Regions from separate parts of the Mus musculus genome. Here all the other regions are linked to region 2. A link is a contact called in public promoter capture Hi-C data. All regions are on one chromosome and are shown on one strand. The core of a region is the stretch at or near the end of the contact, and the rest is flanking DNA. Distances in the headings are between cores, read along the strand shown. Region 1 has its middle 22 kb from the start of Gm39140. Region 2 holds the start of Plat (plasminogen activator, tissue). Region 3 holds the start of 1810012K16Rik (RIKEN cDNA 1810012K16 gene).

Region 1 (4,866 bases), core at 1,212-3,711, 320 kb after region 2:
GTTCTGTATATGCTGGTGCACACACATGCATTTCCTATCCCTGTCATAACTGGAAAGCTGTGTGTAGTAGTTTTTCTCATACACATCTTCCCTAGATCTGTTGTAATTAGGGTTATATGTATAGACACACACACACACACACACACACACACACACACACACACACACAAACACACTATATATATATATATATATGTATATATATATATATATATATATATATCCCTGTTATAGTTAGATGTGGTGATTTAAATGAAAAGGCCTTCATAAGCTCATATATTTGAGTATTTGGTTCCCAATTAGTGAACACCTTTGGGAACCATTAGGAGGTGTGGCCTTGTTGGAGGAGGTGTGTCCTTGGGGCTGGGGGCTTTGAGGTTCAAAAAAAAAAAAAAAAAAGCCCACACCAGGTCCAGTCTCCCTCTCTTTCACAAACTCCACCATACCTAGGCCTAGGACTCCATGGGGTGGTGTTGGGACATAGAATACATGTGAATAGGCATGCCCAGGTTACCACATAGCAGCTCTGGGAAATGGAAGGCATGCAAACAGGCATGACCAAGCTTGCCTCCTGGTGTCAGTGGGACAGGGACTGAGTCCAAAGAGGTTGAACCAGGTTGCCATGGGCACTGCTGGGACACCATACATGTGAGACTAGGAGAGATCATGCTACCACATGGTGGCTCTGGGTCACAGCAGAACTGTGAACTATGTGGCCGGGCCACCACTTGGAGGTCCTGGGACACGGCAAGCATGTGGACATGTTCAGACATGTACCATTGCTCAGACATGGTGAGCATGCAAACAGGCATGCCCAGGCTGTCGTGTGGTGGTGGTCGGACTTGGCAAGTGTGCCAACAGGTGTGCTCAGGCTAGGAGGCAGTAGCACTGGAACATAGCAGGCACGGCAGCAGGTGTGAACCAATGTTCCCAGACAAATAAAGGCATGCCCAGGCTCCTAAGTGTTGGTGCTGGGACAGGTTTGCAGGCAAACAGGCAATACTCCACCAAGTGGCAAATCTGGGACATGGCAGGCATTTAGTAAATGTCTCTGACAAGTCTGCCACATGGCAGCCCTGGGATGTGATAGGCCACCATGTGGCAGCCGCCCAGACCACTAGGTAGCAATGCGGGGGACATGGTATGTGTGTGAACAGGAGAGCTCAGGATGTCACGCAATGGCGTAGAGACACAGAATGTATATACCCTACAGCTGCCTAGAGATGTGGCAGGTGAGAATAGGCATGCCTGGCCACCACTTGGCAGCACTGGCATATGGTAGGTGTGCAAATGCATGTGTCCAAGCCACTCCACAATGGTGCTGGGATATGGTGCAGATGTGTCCTGGCTGCTGGCTGGCAAGGCTAAGACATAGTAGGTGTGCTAGCAGGTATGATCTGGCTAGTGATTTGAGGCTCTGGGACACAATATATGTGCAGACAGGTGAGCATGGGCTCATGTGTTGGCACTGGAACATAGCAGGCATGTGAACGGGCATGTCCAGGCAGTGCTGGAACATGACATACATATGAACTGGCATGCCCAGGCAGTGCTGGAACATGACATACATATGAACTGGCATGCTCAGGCAGTGCTGGAACATAACATACATATGAACTGGCATGCCCAGGCAGTGCTGGAACATAACATACATATGAACTGGCATGCCCAGGCAGTGCTGAAACATGACATACATATGAACTGGCATGCCCAGGCAGTGCTGGAACATGATATACATATGAACTACCATGTCCAAGCAGCCATGTGAAAAGGTGTGCCAAGTCTGCCACATGGAGGTCCTGGAACATGGTAAGCAGGCAAAGAAGTGTGCACAAACCATAACTTGGCAGCCCCGGGACATAGTAGGTGTGTGAATCGGTAGGTATTCTCAGGCAGTCACATGCTGGTACTAGGACACAGAAATCATGCAAACTGGTGTGCCCTGGCAGCTATGTGTCATGGCTGGGACACGGCATGCATACAAGCAGGCACACCCAAGCCACTGCTTGGCAGTGCTTGAACACAGTTGCATGCACACAGGTGAAACCAGCCTGCATTGTGGTGGTGTTGGGATATGGTACATATGTGAACAGGCATGTCCAGGCTGCCATGTAGTGGCCCTGGGACACAGCAAGCATCTGATACCCCTGGGCATTTAACTGTCATGCCCAGGAGATGACATAATGGTGGTGTGACCTGGCAAGTGTGTAAGCAGGCTTGCTGAAGCCACCACATGGTGGCACTAGGGCATGGTAAGCAAATGAATAGATGTGCCCAGGCCACCATGAGGTGGTGCTTGGATAAGGCACGTCTGTTATCATAACCCCACCACCAACGCCCCTCAGTTAACCAAGCTCAGAACAGGCACCAAATGTCCTAGCCACCAAAGGTAGTGCTGGGACACGGTGGATTTGTGAACAAGCAAGCCTACTCTGCCATGTGTAGGTGGTGGAACAGCGCCACCATGTGGCAGCTCTGGGAAATAGCGTGTGTGCGAATAGACATGTCAGAATGCTGGGACACAGAGTTCCTGTAAACACGAGGCTACACTGCCTTAGCAGGGTACGGGTGCAGACAGCCATGCCCAGCCTACCACATTGCACCCCAGGGACAAAAATGGCCTTCAGACTAGTGTGTCCAGGACACCATTTAGTGGCTCTGGGATGTGGCAAGTGTGCAAACAGGTATGCTGGGGCCACCATGTTCCAGAGCTAGGGCAAGGTATGTGTGTTGAAAAGGTGTGCCCAGGTGATCAAGTGGCAGCCCAGTGGCCAAGTGGCCATCCTGGGACACAGCAGGTAGTGTGAGCCTGAAATGGAAAGGCTTCTAATTAAGACAGTTAGTTTTGCCTTTAGCAAGCAGGTTTGCTGTCTAGACAGATATTGGTGGCAGTCCCTGCTCGCAGAAGAGCAGGTGTTACACTCTGCAGAAAAGAGGCAGGGCGAGCAGGTTCACAGAGAGAAGCCGTCAGTAGAGCAGCGTTGGCTCTGATGTCCCAGGCCAGGGACACTTCCTTATCTTTTCTTTTCTTTTCTATTTTCTCCCCCCCCCCCTTTCGCTCTGCCCCGCTTGCCCATAGGTCTTTTATTTGTTTCTCATTAAGGATGGTTGTGAGCCATCATGTGGTTGCTGGGATTTGAACTCATGACCTCCAGAAGAGCAGTTAGTGCTCTTAACTGCTGAACCATCTCACCAGCCCTTCTCGCCTTTTCTTATTCCCGTGTAACCAAATATTTCTCTAGTAAGCTTGCTAATCACAATTAATATGAAAACTTATTGTTTTCCTTTTCTTATTCAACTGTGCCCTGCCTGGTTCTCCCCTTCTGGGGTAAAAAAAAAAAGAATAGCTTATTATTATTTTTTAAATTGGAAATATAGTTTTTCATGCTCTATATTCTGATGGTTTCCCACACCCAAACTCCTCCCAGATTCTCCGTTTCCTCACTGACCAACATCCACAGCCTTTCTTTCGCTCTCTCTTTCCTTCCTTCCTTCCTTCTTTCTTTCTTTCTTTCTTTCTTTCTTTCTTTCTTTCAGCGGAAAACAAATATCTATCTAACTAAATATATATAAATAAAATAAAGCAAAAAAACAGGACCTTTCCTTTGTATTGGTGACTGATCAGGGTGAACAGATGTTTGGTCGCCCCAGGAGGAGTGAGTACAACAGCCTTGGACACCCACTCTATCCTTCAGTTTTTCCATCTGAATCTTCAGTAGTTTAACAGAATAGAGGACTATGATTATGACAGATCTCTGAGAAAGGTAAACTGACCAACAGGGAGAGAAACCCTATATAGAAGACAAGGGAGATGCCAAACTTTCAGCTTTTTCCTCACCCTACTGTCCTCCATCAGCCCACGCTGCTCAGACATGGTCAAGGCTGGTCCTGGATGTGTTTACCTGAGGCTGTGAGTGTTAGCTCAAAACTGATGGAGGAGCCACGGGGAAGAAAGGAAAGCAGAAACCAGCGTCTCCAAAGACAGAATTGTCCTTTAGTCAGAACAACTGAGGGACATCTGTCTCCCGTGGATATGGAGTCTGCACATGTGGCACAGCAGGCTTGGGGCTTTATAAGGTGGAAAGGGGGAACTTTCCATCTGCAGGTCAGTCGCCCGTCACCTTATCAAAAACTTCCGGGATCCTCCTGCCAGCCCACAGGTGTTTTCGGTCAAGTACTTTCCTGTTTGGAGTATCTCAGCCTGCTTGAGGCCTTCGAGAACTAACTCTTCATTCCAGACAACGAGGACAGGTAAGAAGAAGGGGTGACGTTTTCTTTCATTGGGGGCTTCCTGCTGGAGAGGACTATGGGGCTAGACTCTGTGCCAGGCTCTGAGGGCGCACGGGTCAGGTTGGCCTTATGTAAGAGGGAATGTTTTAACTGGACGGTCTGCAGTGGATTGTGTGATTGTGATCATGAGCTCCTGAGATGCTTTTTGAAGGCAATTAGTTAGACACGGGGCTTTTACTGAGTTAGATGAGACTGCAGATTGGGCCCACCTGGGCCCTCGCTAGGACAGCCATTGCTCTAATGTGGACCCAGTGATGGAGACGACTTGATCCAGGAAGAACTCTGGGAAACATTTAAGAGAAGGCAAAAGTTTAAGAAGATGATAAAGAGTAATCATGGGGAGGAGCCAGGGTGGGAGGAGCCAAACGCCTAACCGAAAGGAGGCTTGTCTTGAATTGTCTTTGGGCTGTATCTTGAACCATCTTGGATGTGCTGTGGCAGAAGCTGCATCGTCCCAGGTGGAAAGCACAAATCCCGTCTGTGCCAGCTGGTTTTATGTCAGCTTGACACAAGCTGAAGTCATCTAAGAGGAGGGAACCTCAATTAGGAAAATGTCTTCGTAAGATTGGCTGCACA
Region 2 (4,272 bases), core at 1,457-3,956:
TTCAGGACAGTTTTTCCACCCCACAGCAGGGCCTCTGAAACTCTCTGGGCATCTGGAATCAGCACTTGCCACATTTAGCTGCTTCAGTGGAATCATTAAGGTATAAGCTAACAGGATATTTGCTTCCACAGAATAGACTTGCAGTAGAAAAGTCTACAACGTATGGGACCAGTCTATGCCTGCAGTGATCATTTCAGAGGCACAGGGTGGACTCGGGTCTGTTAGGTCAATCCCCAAAGAAAACTCTAGAGGCTTCTCTCTGATGTGTCAGGAGCACTGAACATGAAGAACAGCTGGCCTGTGTTTTCTGAGCTGCTGACACAGCTCTCCTGGACTGTGCCTTTAAACATTCCAGAGAAATTTGTGATACATGACCAGCAATCTGCTTCATTTGTTTTTCCAGTAACCAAGAATTGAGTTCATCTTACCTTGCACTCCTATCTATAAAAGTTAGTCTCCCAGGCATCATGAAAGTAGACAGTTGGGCCAGTATTAAAGATGATGGTACTTGACCAAGGCTTTGTGAATCTCTACCTGTAACTTAACTTTCCTTTCCTTTCCTTTCCTTTCCTTTCCTTTCCTTTCCTTTCCTTTCCTCCTGAAACAGGATCTCACTTATCCCAGGCTAGCCTTGAGCTTCTGATCTTCTTGCCCACATCTCCTGAGCACTAGGGATTACAAGTGTTCACTGTAACACCAAGTTTACCTGGTGCTGGGAATCAGGCCTAAAGACTCTCTGCATTCCACGTGAACACTCTGCCAACTAAGCTGCAGCCCCAACTCCAGCTCCGTCCTCTAGAAATCTGGGTCGTCAGCACCCGACTGGGTTTGAAGTGAGACCTATCCCATGGCCAGCTCAAAGCTGGCCTTCAGTTCTTGGTTTCTGCATTTAGTTGCTTCCTGCAGCATTTTCTGACACCCAAGAGAAAAAAAAAAAAGAAACAAAAAAAGCTATTCTGAGACAATAGATGCACAGCTGCCAGAACTCAGATTGCACTGTTTCAGCTCAGACCACCAAAGGCTCCCACTCACAGAGACCTGGTGTCTCGGGATGTGTGTGAACTTTACACTGTGAATGGCGTTAAGTCTATTAACTGTGGCTGATAAGCCGTGTTTGCAGCCTCCACCATTAGATGGAGGACGAGCACATGTGTTTTCACCTTACAACCCTCACACCAGTCTTTCCAGTCCACGAGCCTGGCAGGCAACTCTGAGTCACTCTCTGGCTTTGGCCGAGCACCCTGCTCAGTGAGCAGTCTTGATGTGTGCAGCTTCAGTCCCCAAAGCCTTAGCGGAAATATAGATGTTCCTCTGCTCCTCCCGGCTGCATCAAGCATCCTGGGTCTGGGAGAGAGCAGGCCAGCTGCTGTAGAACTCACAGGAGACTTTCCAAATAATCTGGGGGTGTCCTGGAAACTCCGTCCTAATCCAGTTGGTCCGGGGTGGGGGGGTGCAGCTAGTACTGCCCCTGCCAGGATACAGGCTGGCTCTCCTAAAAACACTTTAGGTGGATTGAACAGGATGGTCAGAGGGACTGTTTACATTATAGTGTTTCCAGTATCTGGTCTGGGGCTGAATATTATTTAACCCTCACTGGCTGTGCCCACTCTACCTTCCACTGACCTGCATAGATTTGTTCTGGACAGGCCACGTCTGGATCTCAGTGAAAATCCCTAGCTGTATTTTTCTGTAAGTGTACTCCAGTTGTATTTGTGACGCGCTCGCAGGATTGTTAAATATCCACCACCACAACAGACACACGTTTTTTGTATATGCCCCTGCCCCATTATCAGCTGCGGAAGACCACGGCATCATTCTAAGCTGGCCATCAAATTAAAGCATTGCTACTGCTTTTCTTTGCACTGAAGCTTCGTCCTTAGTTATCTTGGAGCGCTGCATACTTTCCTCCCACGCCCACACCATCTCTCCCTCCCCCCACTCCATCCATCCTCCCGCTGTTTCTGTGAGGTTAAGAAAACAAAGGTCCTGAAGGAATCCAGAGAGCCTTTAGACTCTTCCAGCTGCAGCATGAAAAAGCAAACACATCTGTGCTTGATGTCCAAGGGTGAGATTGACTGGAAGAACGGAAGAGAGGATGCGATGAACTCCCGAGAGACGAGAGGTTTTGCATCCTGACTCCCACTAGTAATGAGAGGTTCCTAAAAATCTCAGCTTCTCTCTGCCAGCCTAGTTAATCATGCTGCCCAGGCAAAATGCCCCCTCCTTGATGCCCAGCCTGTTTTTTAGTGTGTTCCTTGGTCAGAAGGTAGCCATACAACTCTGGCTTCTCAGCTCAGGAAGGCAGCTGAATCTAGTTACTGCCCGTTAGTGCTGCTCCCATTGTCTGTTGAAAGAACCGGAGTCATTCTGTTTGCTTTCTCCCCTGTGCAAGCAAAACTTCTGCAAGAGACACCTCTCTCCCATTCTCTCCCTCTCACCTCAGCTTACCCAGGGTCATTGCAAAGAACCCTGGATGATGCTGGCTGGTCCTCTGTCTGTGCTTCCATTAAGCATCCCTTCACTGGCTCAGTTTGCCCCCAAAGACTTTAAAGGGACAGAAGAAGAGTCAGCTGTTAGATACCGGCAGAAATTAACTTACCGAGAGTGCTTGCTTCTTTCCCACTCTTGCAGGGGCCTCTCCTTGACGCTGAGCTCTTGAGTTCCTGCAGGCTCTGTCTCCCTGAACAGCTCCAGCCAATTTGAAGGATGAAGAAGGGGTGGGGCCAGAGGTGTGGGCGGGGTTTCTCCTCTGCTGGTGGGTGGACTGAGGAGCCAATGGAGCAGCCGGTGTCTCTAAGGAGGGGGAGGAAGTGCGCGCGGAGGAGCACAGCCAGTCTTGGCTTGCCGCCAGTTTGATTATTCACCGTACTGATGTCATCGAATCACAGGAATTTTCAGAGTTGGAGGGGACTTAAGACTCATCCTGTTTTAAAACCCCGGTCTCAAAGGCCTAAAAGGAACTGTAAGGATCTGCTGCTCTAAGCTCCTGTCTTGACCCATGAGTTTATAGTTCTAAACAGCCCCGCCCAGTTGGGGATGGGGGAGAGGTCTTCTGGAATTTGAAGCAACTACCCCTCAGGACACGTGGGCAATTAATTGGCCGGGCAGATGATGATAAGCTGGGTTGGGTGTGACTGGAGATAGAACGCACATGACTTTTGGTGCGCTCCCTACCTCTGACCTGCTCTCCTAGACTGAGGTGCTTCTCTGCGGCATCTCAGCAGAGATCTCTCAGAGAATTGAGAAAAGTGGGGAAATGGGCAGGTCTCTCAGCCTCAGCACCCTGAAATTCTATCCTAAGCCATCCTTCTTCTAAGCCCCACACCCCGGAGGCAGACAATAAAAGCTCCTGAAAACTACTATTCTGATGACCCTTTCACAACCTACCAAAGCCTCGGCAGTCTCGGGGCACCAGGTCACCCAAAATTCCAGTTTAGTCTTCATCTGCAGCTGCTTGCACATCAGAGGGGTGGGCGAGTGGCCTCTGTCAATCTCGGCTGGCGTGGAGCTGAGAGGAGGGTTTCTCAGTAATCACAGGTGCCCTGAGTTTTGCTAAATGCACACTCCCCTCCATAAACACACACACACACACACACACACACACACACACACACACACATCCTCCGAAACCCCAGCTTTTGTGTTTCTACCACCTGTGAGTCTGTTTCCCCTGTCAGACTCCGGGGGGTGGGGGTGGGGGGGGGTGGGAAGCAAGACTGAAGAGCCAGAAATACAAATGGGAAGCTGATACCATAACAATGGGAACTTTGATTTTAGTCAAAGGATTGCAGGGGGGTGGGGTGGGGGGAGTGAAAATAAATCTTAATGATATCACATCCTGGGAAACTTGCCTAGGAGCCCTTTGCTCCAAAGGGCTCCAAGTACAATAACTTGGGGGCAGATGGATAAGAAAATGAAGTGCTGAAGAAAGAGTTCCTAAGGCTAGCTTCTGCAATGGGGGTCCTCTCTGTAGTGTGTGTCACCTGTGGGGGCAGAGAGTTGGCTTAATGATCCCTTTGTTGGGGGCAATGGAAGTGGACAGCTGACGAGGTATCAGGACAAAAACCATGATGAGAAAACTAATTAAGAAGTGATGTGATTCCCAGGATAGCCCAAGGAAAGAGAAGTGGGCAAGAAGCTGACAACACAGCTATTAACCAGGAGGCAGGTGCTCTGTGTACAGACTAAAAGCATCTCCTTTAAAAGGGGATCAGCTTTTAAGGACAAATGAGGTAAATATCCAGATGGCATTATTGGGAATACACTGCTGGG
Region 3 (4,387 bases), core at 1,130-3,629, 360 kb after region 2:
TTTGTTTTTCTCAGTGTCAAAGATTGGTTGTACTGACTCCAAACAAGACCCAAGGGAGTTTGCAACAGAAGTTCTATCAGTAGTCAAGAATACTTAGTGGGTATGAGGATGTGTAATTAGAGCATTAATTTCTTTCTCCTCGATCACCAAGTGCACATTTGAATCCAAGATGTTCTGTGTTTGTGATTTGCTTGCAACTCCAGTTTCACACTGCGTTATCTGCCCCCCACCCCCTGCCCCATGATGTCATTAACCTGCACATTGTGAAATTCTGGTACACCGACAAAGGTTTGATTCCTGTAGTCAGTCAGTCTGTCCTCTCACCTGCGTCAAACCTGCTGCCTTACTGGCCAGCCACACTGATATCTTGCATAATCCCAAGGGTAGTCACCATTACCTTGAGCAGAGAGTCCTGTGTGTGACTGTTTGTTCATTTGGAAGTCAGCCCTGAGACACACTTTGTTGTCCAATGAGAGCAGTGTTCTTTGCCTGTGACATGCTGTTTTCAAGAGGACAGAGAGGTAGGTCAGCAGTTAAGAGCACTCACTTGTCTTAGAGTTTCTATTCCTGCACAAACATCATGACCAAGAAGCAAGTTGGGGAGGAAAGGGTTTATTTAGCTTACATTTCCACATTGCTGTTCATCACCAAAGGAAGTCAGGACTGGAACTCAAGCAGGTCAGGAAGCAGGAGCTGATGCAGAGGCCATGGAGGGATGTTACTTACTGGCTTGCTTCCCCTGGCTTGCTCAGCCTGCTTTCTTATAGAACCCAGGACTACCAGCCCAGGGACACCCACAAGGGGCCCTCTCACCTTGATCACTAATTGAGAAAATGCCTTGCAGCTGGATCTCATGGAGGCACTTCCCCAACTAAACTCCTTTCTCTGTGGTAACACCAGCCTGGATCAAGTTGACACACAAAACCAGCCAGTACAATTGACACTCCCCCCTCAACTTGACACACAAACACATCACTATAAAGGAAGCACACAAGGAAGACGGCTCACCACTGGTACCTCTTGTTGTTCAAGGGACAACTTTGCCTTGCAGCCTCCACAGGTGCCAGCATGCATGTTTTCATACATACACATCAATTTCAGAATTAAAGGAATCTTTAAAAACGTGAAAAGGCTCATAGGGAGGCTGAAGCGGAGTGGGAAGCTGGTGGTGTAGGGGTCACATGACCCTGAGACTCTTCCAATTGAATAGGGCTAGAGTTAAAGATAGTTTTATCACTCCTGTGAACCACAGTTTTCTTAAGTATTCCCTGCTCCTTTTGATTTTATGATTCTTTTTTAAAGATTTATTTTATTTATGTGTAGTGTGTGTGTGTGTGTGTGTGTGTGTGTGTGTGTACCCCTGAAGGAACCTGCAGATGCTTACAGAAGCCAGACGGGGGAGCTGGATACACACCAGCGCTGGACTTGGGCGCTACCAGATGTGGGCTAAGAACTGAATTTTAGTTTCGTTCTGTTGCAGCAATGAAACACTGTTGCCTAAACTGCAGCTTGGAAAAGGTTTATTTGGCATTCTCTTCCAGATTGACGGAAGGCAGGAAGTCAAGGCAGAAGCCATGTAGGAATACAGATTACCGACTCACTTTCTTGGTTGATCTCTGGACGATGCTTTTTTCCCCCCTCCAATCCAGGACTTCCTGCCAGAGGAATGACACCACCCATAGTGGGCTGGGCTCTCCAGCATCAATTACTGATCAAGACATTGCTGCTACGGACCTTTCCATCCTCAGACTGACTGGATTTAGGCAATCCCTCTACTGATTCTAGGCTGAGTCAAGTTGATAAGTATCAAAGGTTCTTTACCTCTGCGCCCTCACTCCAGCGTCACTTTGAGCTTCTAATTAAAGCCTCAGGAATATATCGCTGGGAACTATAAAACCTGCAGCGGCAGCTTATATTGTTGTCTTTTCCATAATGTTCCTGGGAATGGATTTCCTTAGGGGAGAAAGAATGAAACCTAAAGCGACACAAAATAGACAATCAGACAAGCAACTAAAACCTAGGGATGTAGCTCTGTTGGCAGAGCGCTTGCCTAGCATGCAGGAAGCCCCACGTTTCATCCCAGCCACCTCACAAATCCAAGCCTGGTGGAACAAACCTGAAATTCCTTCTCTTGGAAGGGGGAGGTAGGAAGATCAGGAAGTTCCTGACCACCCTCAGCCATATAGCAAGTTAAGCCTGGGCTATGCGAGACCCTGTCTGTAGACAAATAAACAGATGATTTAAAAAGCTGCCCATAAGGGAACTTATAGTTCACCACTACCATTCTAGTACTTTCCATTTACTGTTAAAGCCACAGCCTCCTGGGGCTGGATAACGCTGGGAGACCTCAAGGTGAGTCCTCCCGGAGGCTGCCAGCTCGGCAGTCAGCGAGGAGAGCAGATTTCCGTTTCCTTGGCCAGCCTTCGGGAGGGAGGGGCGGAGGGGGCCTCGCGTGGGGGAGGGCCGGTAGGGCGGGACTTCGAGAGGGCGGGCCCTCAGGAGGGCGTGGCCTCCGGAGGGAGGGCTGGTGGAGGGGGTCTCAGGAGGGAGGGCCCGAGGGCCGGACCCACAGGGCGACCTTAAAAATTGCCCGGGGGCCCGCGGCCGCCAGCGGAGCGCGCGGGCGGCAGAGGGCGAGCCGGACACAGCCAGGCGCGGCGGTGAGGCTGCGGGAGCGGGCGGGAGCGAGCGAGTGGGCGACCGGCCCGGCTGGGGAACGCGGCTGACAGTCCCCGCCCTGCCGCACACGTGCCGCGGCTCCGGGCGCGCGCACCGGGCTCGCTGCGGGGTCCCGGGAGACGCGGAGGTTCGGGCGGGCGGGCGCGGTGGCCAGTGTGCGCGCGCTGCGCGGAGCAGAGCAGAATCCGGGTCAGGCCGGGTGAAGCGCTCCGCAGCTGCGGCAGTAGTTGGCACCCCGGTTGTCCCGGGCTGGGCCCGAGGGGTTCGATTGATGGTGGTGGCAGGCAGGCGGCCTTCTGCAGCCCAGCTGCAGCTCCAGCTGCAGCTCCAGACGGGTCCCTCCTTAGCGAAAGGCAGCCTCACCTGCGCTGAGCACCCGGGAAGTTCTTTCTGGCACCCTAGGAACCAGTGGTTGTGTCGGCGGCGTTGTTTCTGGGACTGCTGGGTAGTTTGAAGGAAGAGGGTGAGACGCTCAAAGGATTCGGGGTTTCTACTCCAAATGGTACAGCAGGCTCCTAAATTAGTTTAAATCCGCGCAGACCGGTCTGGTTTTTGCAGGTCCTGCATATCCCCCAAGCCACAGGTGATACTCAGGTCCTTGTGCATTCTTTCTGGGTTCATCTGTTAGTAGCGTTTCTGTCTTCTATAATTTGACAGATACCCCTGAGAAGGGGGCTAAGTGTTAAGAGTACTTTCCTGGTATGCAGGAAGTTAGGTTTAATTCCCAGCACGGGAAAGCACTTAAAAAAATATATCTTTTTAAAATTGTAATTAACATCATTTCCTCCCTTCCCTTTTCTACGCCTAACCCCTTCGGTGTAACCATATCCCCTACCCCCTTTCAAATTCATGGCCTCTTTTTCTCAGGACATATAATGCTACTTGTCTCTATATGGTGGATAACCAACTGGGGACTGTACTCTGGGGAAGACTATGCCCCCATTCCCAGCTTTCCTTACTCGTTTGTAGTTCTTTGTCAAGGGTTGAGACCCCCTCCCCCGAGATTTCCTTATCCATGTTAGTGTGTCTATTGCTTTCATCCTCATGTAGGTCTTGTCCCCAAGTTGATGCGACTTCATGGCCTTTCTAACATTTCTAGGAGACTCAAGTTCACAGCAAACTTACTGTCCCTTTGGCTCTTGGAGGGGGGGGGGGGATTAAAGGTTAATTCTGCACATATTATTTCTCTAGGACTTGAAATGTTTTCATTTGGTGTATGTGAAAGGGTTGGATTTATAGTGACTGCCTAATTAGATACACTTTTCTATGCCTCCAAAGTTAGTAAAGAATAGTTCCTGAGGAAACAAATGAACACATTGAAGCTCCTCTGAGACCACTGTGGATACTCCCCACCACCTGGTTGGTCTTTTACTTTCCCTGCAAAAATGTAGGCACAGGTGTTTCTGTAATCACCAGGTTGCTAGTTTTAAAAGAAAGAAAGGTTCTTGGAATAAGGTCATTGACTTTTTTTTTTTTTAAATTCTGCCCTTATTTTCTGGACTTTTTGGATGGCTTTGGTATTTGAAAGAGTCCTGGCCTAATGCACCAGCCCCTTCATTGTGATGAGGAGTAAAATTGTTCTCTGTTACGTGTAAATTAATTCTGTATTTTGAGAGCATACAGAATAGTTTTGGATGATTGGTAACTTGGATCTTGTATGTTGAGTCATTCTCCTTTCTAGTTAATGTTAAATTCATTTCTCAGAAAG

Evidence for each region. Promoter capture Hi-C pulls out the DNA fragments that hold promoters and counts their contacts.
Region 1: a promoter capture Hi-C map of hippocampal neurons shows a contact between it and region 2, with 2.7 times the contacts expected there. The contact joins the enhancer-like site here to the promoter of Plat in region 2. A contact is called at or near these places in 6 of 39 promoter capture datasets (cranial neural crest, hematopoietic stem and progenitor cells, hippocampal neurons and 3 more), 4 of 484 Hi-C or Micro-C datasets (the HL-1 cell line, adipose-derived mesenchymal stem cells, cerebellum and 1 more), 2 of 115 datasets of contacts at active chromatin or transcription factors (embryonic stem cells and extraembryonic endoderm stem cells) and 1 of 9 other capture datasets (embryonic stem cells).
Region 3: a promoter capture Hi-C map of second pharyngeal arch cranial neural crest shows a contact between it and region 2. The contact joins the promoter of 1810012K16Rik here to the promoter of Plat in region 2. A contact is called at or near these places in 6 of 39 promoter capture datasets (the HPC-7 cell line, cranial neural crest, embryonic stem cells and 3 more) and 2 of 9 other capture datasets (adipose tissue and embryonic stem cells).

Annotation. Positions count from the first base shown.
Region 1 is chr8:22,430,761-22,435,626 of GRCm38.p6, reverse strand. No RefSeq gene overlaps it. Among named protein-coding and RNA genes, the nearest start is that of Gm39140, 22 kb to the left of the region's middle. Within about 2 kb of position 2,461, at least 148 of the 459 cell types and tissues checked have an H3K27ac peak or open chromatin away from gene starts, as enhancers often do. A contact at or near this core is called in the HL-1 cell line, cerebellum, embryonic stem cells and 1 more, where this site is marked.
Region 2 is chr8:22,756,156-22,760,427 of GRCm38.p6, reverse strand. It overlaps Plat (plasminogen activator, tissue), which reads right to left and starts at 2,706. Exons shown (of 14, transcript NM_008872.3): 1 at 2,600-2,706.
Region 3 is chr8:22,396,713-22,401,099 of GRCm38.p6, reverse strand. It overlaps 1810012K16Rik (RIKEN cDNA 1810012K16 gene), which reads right to left and starts at 2,379. Exons shown (of 3, transcript NR_045473.1): 1 at 2,117-2,379; 2 at 1,822-1,953; 3 at 1,509-1,655. Slc25a15 (solute carrier family 25 (mitochondrial carrier ornithine transporter), member 15) reads left to right here and starts at 2,479. Exons shown (of 7, transcript NM_181325.4): 1 at 2,479-2,660.